Regions from separate parts of the Gossypium hirsutum genome. Here all the other regions are linked to region 3. The links are chromatin contacts, called in public Hi-C maps. All regions are on one chromosome and are shown on one strand. Each heading gives the region's core, a stretch centred on a gene start, on an enhancer-like site or on the middle of the called end of the contact. The rest is flanking DNA. Distances are from core to core; before and after follow the strand shown.

Region 1 (3,480 bases), core at 272-2,771, 130 kb after region 3:
TTTCTTGTTAACATAAAACTCCTAATAACTTAAAATACTTAATAATTATAAAAAAATTGTAATAAAAAAATAATAAGGGATAATAAATACAATATTTGGCTCATGTATAATAAAAATTAAGCTTAGAACTCGAACCCAATATGAAATGCCTAAGCTTGTGGGATTGATTAAGGGTCCTTTAACATTCTCCAGATTGGCTTCTCATCATAGATTGAGAGTTTAGACCCACGAATAAAATTAATCCCTTCTAATTCATCATTGCTCCAAAATCTATCGTCTTGAAGCTTCAACTCTTCTTCTCGAATTTTTTTGTGATAAAGTCTTGAACGAATAAATTAAGGTTTGATTTTAACTGTTTGAATTTGGATCTCATGATTGGCCTTGAGGTAAACTAGGCCAATCTCTATTATGACCTTTGAATTGGGGCCGAGCTATTTATATCAAGCGCACTTTTGCAATGATAAGGAGAAAGCTTAAAAGACTGAGTCAGACTCTTGAGTCTCAGATAGAACCCAAACACGTCCGGTCAGGCGTCAGAGCTTCTCTGCTTAAGACCCCTATGTCTTCTTTTCCCCCCTTTTTATTAAAAAGAAAAACTTTATTCACGGTTTAACCCTTAAACTATACTCATTTTCTTATATTGTTCCTAATTTTTTTTATCTCATTTTGGTTATTGAACTATAGTTCCGTTATACTTTTTAGCTCCTTTCATTAACGGTGTTAAAAAACAACGACCAATTAGAACATGTCACGTGTCCCGATTAATCGCTGATCTGGACGATGACGTGGTTGTTGGTCGCATTGACCAAATAAAAAAATTGTAAAAATAAAAATAAAATCGTAAAAGAATAGTTAAAAATATATAAAAATTGTAAAAAAACATTTAAATTATTTAAAAGTGATAATTGTAAAAAAATATTAAAAATAATAGAACATTATTTATTTTTTAATTATTAGAAACTTTAAATAATTAATCAAAATTATAAATAATTAACAAATCAAATTATTCTTCTTTGTCTTCGTCGTCGTCTTATAAATCAATTTTCTCTGCAAATTTCAAAAGAATAAAAGGAGATTTTCTATGTTGTCATCTGATTTCTTTTCTTAATTTATTTTGGTATTATTATTTTCATATTCGCGATTATGAAAAAGTAACAACATATTATTCGATTAAAAAATTATAAAAATTATTTAAGAATTTTGAAATTGTCAATGCCACTGATTCACAATTTTTAAATTAATTTTAAAATTAAATATTATTTACAATTTTTTAAATAATTTTCTCAATTTTTAATAATATTTACATATTTTAATGTTTTATAATTTTTAATAACTTTTTTACAATTTTAAAATATTTTTTATAATTTTTTAGTCTAATCAGCACACAGTGAATATGATCAATGACCACGTCATGGTCCACATCAATGGGGACACGTGGTGTGTTATGATTGGTTTTTTGTAAAACCGTTAACAGCATCAAAATGGAATAAAAAATGAATTTAAGTACCAATAGAAGAAAATGAGTGTAGTTCAGGGGTCTAGCCGAAAAAAAAGGTAGGTCTGGACTTTCAATTAATAAGGGAAAGAAAAAACAATTATAAAACCTTTTGTTTCTTTTCCTTTTCCCCTATTTTTACTAGTCAATCTGCTTCACTTTCACTCACTTTCCTTGTGCTTTCCTCGTTAACATACGCCTTGAAAACTGTTTTTTACTTTCTTTTTTTATTTTACATTTATCTTGAAATACTGTTTTTGCTTATTTCATCTGATTTAATATTTTCGGTCATTTCCGTTCTTCCAACAATTTTTTTTTTTAATTGCAGTTGGATTCTTTTTTTTGGCTGTTGATTCATCCTCTAAATCTTCTCAGGTCAATGTAGCTGGGTTTTTCTCCTAAATTACAATTTTCGTTTCAAATTGGGGATTTTGCTATCAAACTATGTAGTTGAGGATCCTGGAGCCTTTGTAGTAGTAGTAATAATAATAAAACCCTCTTTCTACATTTACCGGGCTTAGATTGAAATCTCCAGTTTTATTTATTTATTTTTATTTTTACGTTTCTAGCATTATTATCACAAGGATTTCCTTTTTCTTCTTTTGGTCAAAAACTTAGATTCATTTTATTTTATTTTGAGGCTTTTATCCCCGCTGATTATTCAAGCAAAGTGTTTTTTCCCCTATTTCCTTTAGTTGATTTATTGGAAGCTTCGAGTTTTCAGTTTGGTAAGTCGAGTTTGAGAGTGTGTTGGATTAGTGGGTAATAAGTGCCGACTTTGACACAGATCTGAGTTAAAATAACCAACATTAAGCTCTTTGGGGGTATTGGGTATTGTTGAAGAAAATTGTGGGGTATTGGGTATTGTTAAAGAAAATTGTTCTCTTTTGTTTTTTCCTACTTGAGAATGGATCATGTGATTGGTGGTAAGTTCAAGCTTGGAAGAAAGATTGGCAGTGGCTCTTTTGGAGAGCTTTATTTGGGTATGAGAATCCAAATCTCTTACATGGCTTTCTCTTTTCTTTTTATGGAAAATCTATTGTCTCTTTGTCAGCATTGTAACTTTCTTCTTCTAATTTTTTTTCTATTGAAGGGGTAAATGTGCAAACTGGAGAGGAAGTTGCTGTCAAACTGGTATGCGATATCCTCTTGATGATTTGTTTTTTTTTTATTGTGTCTTTTGTTAGTCTGCTGCCGATGGTTTACTTGCTAGCTGCGGTTGTCAACTTGTAATGGTGATTTGGGGACGTTGAATAGCTATAAATAAAGCTGTCTCTAGATTTTCATATGCGTGCTGCGTGGTTGTTTTCACTTACTGACTTGTCTTTCTCAAAAAATCAAAAATAGAAAGAAAAAAATGTTGGCTATTATTCTTACTTATCTTCCTGTTTTCTGTTTTTTCAGAATTACAAACCTTTGGACTTGTATTGCTTTAGATTTTGGGCATATGGCTAGAAAAAAATGATCAAGAGTAGGCTCTTCAGTCATTATTTTGTTCTTAAAAATTAAGATGTTATGCATGAACACTCCTCAATTTGTGCAAGGAAATGTCACTTGTCCAGGAAAATCTTCCATATCCAGCTGTGTTCAATTTATATGGCTCATCATTTAAGTGTAAAGAGAAAGAACATTTGTTATTGCCCTCATTTCCATTCTGAGAAAAAGTGTTTTTACACAAATGAAAAATTGAAAACATACTTCTCTAAGCAAAGGTATTTATTAATGGTTAACTGCCATTGGATGATAATTTTATCAGCTTTATATTTCCAACCTGCACTTTTCTTTTCTTTTGAATTGAAGATATGGTGGTGCTCGTCCACAGTTCCACTTAGAATGTGTCATTTTAGGTGAAAATGTGAAGGATGTCAAAAGTTCCTTATCATGGTAACAGTGATAGGGCAGAAAACAATTTTTTTATCTAATGACAGTTTATATTTTCTAAGCCCAAGCTATGACGTTGACCTATTTTTATTTTTCTGTTCCTA
Region 2 (3,148 bases), core at 67-2,566, 210 kb after region 3:
CTTTGGAGGCCCAAATAAAGGACGTCATGACATGTTTTAGTAAATGAACAGTATTTAACTCGTAATAACAGAAAATTAATTCGGTAAACTCCGGTAATGCCTTGTACCCTATTCCGGCTACGAATACGGTAAGGGCTGTTACATGTAAAATTTTGAACCGATCCGATATCTCTACCATATCGATCTAAAATACTCTATATATTAATATATGATCAATGGTTGAATTTTTTTTATATAAAACAACTAGCTAGAAGTTTTAAATTTACATCAAATCTGACAAACATAATCTACATGAACTTACCATAAAATATAACGGTTGAATCATTAAACTATTAATCATATAGATAATTATGTAAGTGTGTAAAACTATTTTAATTTTTACACTGTGTAAGTGGATCTCTCCCCATTATAATAATATTGATTATATATTATTTAGGAAGATTATTTATTGATTACGATATATCATATTTTATAGTTTGTACAAATAGTTATAATTATTAGGAATTTTTATTTGTACTATATTTATGGAATAAAAAATACTAAAAAACCTATCACACGTGTATGTAACCATAAAATTAAAACACAAATATGTGTTTAAAAATAATATACAATAAATAATGTAACTTATGGAGGTAATAGAGTCTACATAAATAAAATAAAAATGTATAATAGTATTAAAATAAAGTTTTAATTGATGGTAAATTAAATGTTTTATTGATGCAATCGACGTGAGTTTGAATACCATTATATGCATATTTTTATTGATTTTTTTAGTGAAAATACTAAAATATCATCGAACAATATTACTTATTTTAATTACAAAAAGACATTCATATAATTTTCTAACCTATTTGTATCCGATTAACTCGTGGCACCAACTCGATTAGGAGTTTAAATAATAATATAGATATAACTACTTGAGGTAATAGATTGAGCTTAATAAAATTAAAATATATAAAAATATTAAAATGAAGTTTTAGTTGAATGGTATATTAATGCAATTAGCATGGATTCAAATATCATAATATGTATATTTTTATTAATTTTTTAAAATAAAAAAATTAAAACATCCTCAAATTATATTATTTATTTTAATTACATAAAGACATTCCCGTAATTTCTTAAGTAGGTTGCTGTCAAAACTAACATATCCTCAATATTATTTATATCAATGGAGTTGATGTGTATATATTATTTTAAATGAGGGTTGATGAAACCATGTAGACCGTATAAACATCCGTATCTATGAATTGACCTCCACGCGCTTTGTTCGCTTTTTACTGTTTAAGTTCGGAATAGGAAAAAAAAATTATATCTTTTATCTTTCATCCTTCTTCGCTGCAGCTTCCTATTCCTTTTAGTTTCCCCTATGTCCACTCTCTCTGTAATAAAATCAAATGCTAATAATAATACTTTGATTTCTCTGCTCCTGTTTTCTTCCTCTCTCCGTTTCTTTTTAATTTTTAAAACCATTCCCTCCTTTTAATCAAATTCACGTCAAATCTCATTATCTTCTTGGCATTTTTAAGTTTTTTTTCCGCACTGAAAGTTAACGGAAAGTACTCGAGAATTTATCAGTTTCTCTTTTTGGAAGTAAAACAGGCTAAATTCTTTCGAGACTCTTCGAAGGATTTGGTATTTCAGTTTATTCATAACGCCGGCAGCTAGGGTTTTGGAGAACGGCGTATTTTAAACGGTTACGTTTCTACTTCCGTTGAAGAAAAAAAGGATTTTACCGTCTTTTTTCCTTAACTCTTTGGAGCAAGATTTTGTAATTAGTTCCACGGTATCGTCAATTTACCATATCATTTCGGAGCGTGTTCTTTTTCCCAGTTAGAGAAATCTTCGAAGTGGCGTTGATTTCTTTTTGCTGTTGCATTTGAAGAATTTGAAAGAGTTACAAGTTTTAGGGTGTTTATTTTTATTTAGTGCTGTTTGATAAGGTAGGCGAGATGTCATTATCTATAAAGATGGATATTGATGCAGTGGAGGATGTTACTTGTTTGGACCCTGAGCTTTTGCAGCTTCCTGATGTTTCTCCATTTGCACTAAAAGCCAGTCCTCAACTTGTAGAGGACTTTTTCTCTCAGTGGCTTTCGCTTCCTGGGACCGGCCACCTGGTACTGCTTTTGTAACTAAACTATAGTTGCTATTGATTTGTTAGTAATTTTTAATTACTTCGGTATTAGAATTTGTTTTCAACTTTAGTTGGCTGCCCATTGTTGAATAAAACGTCCAATGCTGCGAATTGTTGTCATTTGAAATTTAGTTTACCTTAGTTCATTCGAATTAATAACAATGATGATGTCTTTGAAGCCGACTGGTGTAGTGAACCAATGATCAGTGCAGGTTTCAGTGAATGGATGGTCACGAAGGCATCACACCTAATAAAATACATATGAATAAAATGACTTTATTTATGAGGATTGGGTGGGTACAAAAACTGCTTATCTCAATGAACTGACATATATAACTTCAACATTAAAAAGGTGGTGAATGATATTGATACATTATCATTCTGTGCATCATTCTCTGTGCGGGATGAGGAGATAATATCACTGTGGTTTAATAGGTAAACAGAGGCGAGCAAGTAAGTGCAAACATAGATTTATTACAGCCAAGAACGAATACCTTTGATGGTCCACTCATAGTCATGGAGTATCTTATTTGGTGGTTTTATGCTACCAAATGGAAGTCCTCATATATTATTTCCATAGGATTCTAGGGGTATCTAGGATGCAGAAAACTAAAAGGATTATTTCAATAGGTTCTGATCTGCTATAAGATGTTAATTAGTTCTCATGATAGGTTAAGAAAACCCATTAACTTACCGTTGAAAACTGTAACATTTCATTGTTCGATTTTGTAACTGTCTATGCTAGGAATAATATATACTTCCGTAATGTCTGAATTTGATAGAATACACCTCTATGACAAGTTAGAAACTTTTCTGCATTTAGATTAATTTAGAAACTTTTCTGCATTTAGATTAATTTTCGTTTCTGGTTGATAGATTTATAAAATATTCATCCCAATCAATGTATGGATGTTTTCTCATGCAATGAGCTTGGTTTTCTCCCTTTTTTAACTTGAGCACAGGTGAAATCTTTGATTGATGATGCAAAGTCAGGGACAATAGTTAACGCTT
Region 3 (3,343 bases), core at 513-3,012:
AACTTTGATCCTGAATCGACAGACAAGGAATTAGAAGGCATTGAAAAATGCAAAACTTAAAAGCTATCGCAGCTGTAGAAAGTAAGCTAGATAAATAAGGTTCCTAGATCAACATAACAAACAGAAGCAATTATAATGCATATATAAATCATTTAGAAACCTCATAAATTTGAGAAATAGCTGACATGGAACTGAAGTATGTCATACTAAGGGGTAATTTGAATTCGATCATTACCTTGATGAGTACCAAACCTCCTACTGAATAGTAGAAGTCAAGCAATGAACTCGCACCACTTACGGCAGCTTTAAGTCTTGAAATAATGCCCTTTAGCAAATGAGAAAAAGAAAAGAAAAGAAAAAAAGATGATAATAATGACAACAACAACAACAACAACAATAACAATAACAACAACAAAACTAAGCACCAGGGTTAAGCAATATTAAAAGATCTTGAACCACATGTCAGTGTAACAAATTCAAATAAACCTTAGAAGCTTTCTTGTCAATCTTGCATTCCGCTATACTATTTGCTTTTAAAGCATAGAAAAGATCCTTTGCAGTCGATGAAGATGACCCAACAGTTTCAGAAATTGAGCGGCAAGCTGTAGCTGTTAAATCAGGCTTCTTTTCAATTCCAAGAATCTGAAATGTTCTTAGTGCCTCATATGTTTCTTCCAAGCTGTTTAGATCAATTATATCAAATGAGATACCTCCAAAAACCTCATTCTCATAGGTCTCTTGTCTACTTCCAGTTCAAACAAAGGAAAAACTAAAATTGCAAATTTCTCATCACTGAAACTTTTCTTTAAAATGTTGAAGTTTAGATAAGGTGTTGTTTTATAAACGGGAAAAAGAATTACGTAATAGATTTTTAGTATTGAATTTATAACCACTGAATATGCATTACGAAAAGATGGTAAATAAATGTACATATTGATAATCATTAATTTCACAAATTTAGTTTCATTAACATGACATTTCACTTTATACTGGATAACTCAAAACAAAAATTATTACTTTAAAGATATCGCATTTTGTAATTAAAGATAGATGTAATTGAATTTAAACACAAGTTCTTTTAGAAATAAATATTAGCATAGTATAAATAGCCTCACCACCTAATTATCACAACATGAATTGAGTTATCAAACGAAAAAATTAAACCACTGAAAATATTTCTCTTTCAATATGTTATCAAACACATCCAAAGTTGACCTTCAACGGTAGCTGTTATGCACTTTCTTCCAATTCCTTTCCTTAACAACCAACGGTTAAATAATGAAATTGTGAGGTCAAAAAATATATATAAAGGCAAACCTTTTGAATGATCCATGGTCGGGAGTGAAGAGTTCAAGAGCGGTAGATCGATGAGAATCGGAGATTGGTTGAAAAAGAAAAGCGGCTTCGCAGATCGATACTACAAGTAACAGAACCAGAAATCCAGCTAGACGTCTGGCCATTTCCTGCAATTAAAATCCAACACATAATCAGCCAACCGCCTAAAAACTGGGAAGGATTTTCACAAATACTAAACTTTTTTTAGGAATTACAAATTAAGAACAGATCGGAAATAATTAGCGAATAAACTACGGTGTATTAGATCGGGAAAAGAGAAAACATACAATAAATGTGAAAGAAACTCGTCCCTTCTTGGGTGAAGTCTTCGCAGTCTTTGCTGTGCGCCAGATGAGTGAGTTTGGCCGAGCTAGGAAAGTAAGAAGTAGTAGGGAGAAAAGTGAAATTATCGTTTTGTCAAGGTTTAAGTTGAATTTATCCCGTTTGTCCCGGTGATATTTCAGTCTAGGCCCAAAATATTAAGGTCAAGATAGGCCCGAACTTCAACTAACCCATTAGCCTTAAATTTTCTTTTAAGGTAAACAGTCCGTTACTCAACAAACTATAGATAAGTATTCATTTAATTCACTTATTAAAAAAATTACAAGTTGGCCATTAAATTATTTAAAAAATTAATTAACGTCATTAGACAGTTAAAATTGATATTATATGATTTTTTTATGCGTACTGTCTACATAATCGAAAGCATTCTTATTTACAGTTCAATTTTTTTCATGAAACAATTTTGAATATCACGAATCTATAAACTAAAATTCAAACAGTTTTTTTCTCTAATTCCAAAATTGACCGCCAAATTGACTTAGGTATAAGATATATTTTTCTACTTACTGATGGGTACTGATTCACTGTAGCGATCATCGAATCGTTGCTTGGAACTCACTAGCGAAATTCAAAAAAAAATTTTAACAGCTCAATGACTTAAATAAAATTTTTTTAATAGTTCAAAGACTTAAATAAAAATTTTTGAATAATTCAGTAACCAAATTTTAACTTTTTTTAATTAAGTAACCAAAACAAAAAAAACTTACCTATAATTTAATGACTAACTATATAATTTACATTTATTTTTAATACCCTAATCCATAATTTATATCTATAATATAATATAGTATAATACACCCCACCCTTTTTCATGTGTATGTTTTTCAGGCCTATTCCCATGAGAACTTACCAAATATATATAATATATAATATATACGGTATATAAAAGTATGGATTTAGAAAAAAAAATCGACAAAAATGCATTTTTTTGTTCTTTATATTATTAAATTGATATTTAAAAAATAAATTTTTATATTTTAATGTATAAAAATTTATTCATTTAAACTATATAATTGAGATGAAATTGAATTCAAAATATTAAGAATATGCTAAATTAATTAATTTTCAGTTTTCTTTAGTAATTTGGAGTAAGAGTGGAGTTGCTAGGGAATGAATCTAAGCTTTCATATCATAACACAAATACATTTGTGTTATTAGATCAAGAAATTGATGACATTAATAATTTTTAATTTTATTTAAACTCAAATTTGTAAAGATATTTTGTTAAGAGTTTAATTAATATTTGATTTATTCTATATTTAGTTAGTTATTAAGAGTTTAACTAATATTTTATGTATCTTTATTTAGTTAAATAAATGGTAGACTTTATCTTTAAGATTTTGAATAAAATTATAACACATTTTTTGCTAAGTTTTAATGGGGATAAGTCTGAAAAACAGACACATGAAAAAAGGTCGAGTCTTTCTTCTTCTTTTAATCGCAAATTAATAGAATTAATTAGAGGAGCAGACGTATTCCATCATTTTTTTTTATTTTCTCCTTTTTCAGATTTTAATTTATAAAAGTTGTTTTATTTTACATTGTTATTTCTTTTATTATAAATACTTAAATTTTATTCTAGCTAAAGCTGAAAAAAATTCAATGTTTAAATTGTGAGATACAATGAAAAAGTTTTTTTTAATTAAAATATCATCTTTTATAGAAT

The links. A called contact is a pair of places that touch in the nucleus more often than the background predicts.
Region 1: a Hi-C map of leaf shows a contact between it and region 3, with 3 times the contacts expected there. The contact joins the promoter of LOC107952891 here to the promoter of LOC107952893 in region 3. A contact is called at or near these places in 10 of 34 Hi-C or Micro-C datasets (anther, callus, leaf and 1 more).
Region 2: a Hi-C map of leaf shows a contact between it and region 3, with 2.5 times the contacts expected there. The contact joins the promoter of LOC107952888 here to the promoter of LOC107952893 in region 3. A contact is called at or near these places in 6 of 34 Hi-C or Micro-C datasets (anther, leaf and petal).

What each region holds. Positions count from the first base shown.
Region 1 is chrA07:40,536,694-40,540,173 of Gossypium_hirsutum_v2.1, forward strand. LOC107952891 (casein kinase 1-like protein 6) reads left to right here and starts at 1,522. Exons shown (of 14, transcript XM_016888093.2): 1 at 1,522-2,478; 2 at 2,589-2,629. The coding sequence starts at 2,403.
Region 2 is chrA07:40,611,938-40,615,085 of Gossypium_hirsutum_v2.1, forward strand. LOC107952888 (serine/threonine protein phosphatase 2A regulatory subunit B''alpha) reads left to right here and starts at 1,317. Exons shown (of 14, transcript XR_001698979.2): 1 at 1,317-2,120; 2 at 3,100-3,148.
Region 3 is chrA07:40,402,783-40,406,125 of Gossypium_hirsutum_v2.1, forward strand. LOC107952893 (dolichyl-diphosphooligosaccharide--protein glycosyltransferase subunit 2) reads right to left here and starts at 1,763. Exons shown (of 20, transcript XM_016888095.2): 1 at 1,623-1,763; 2 at 1,318-1,463; 3 at 487-679; 4 at 236-325; 5 at 1-10. The coding sequence starts at 1,460.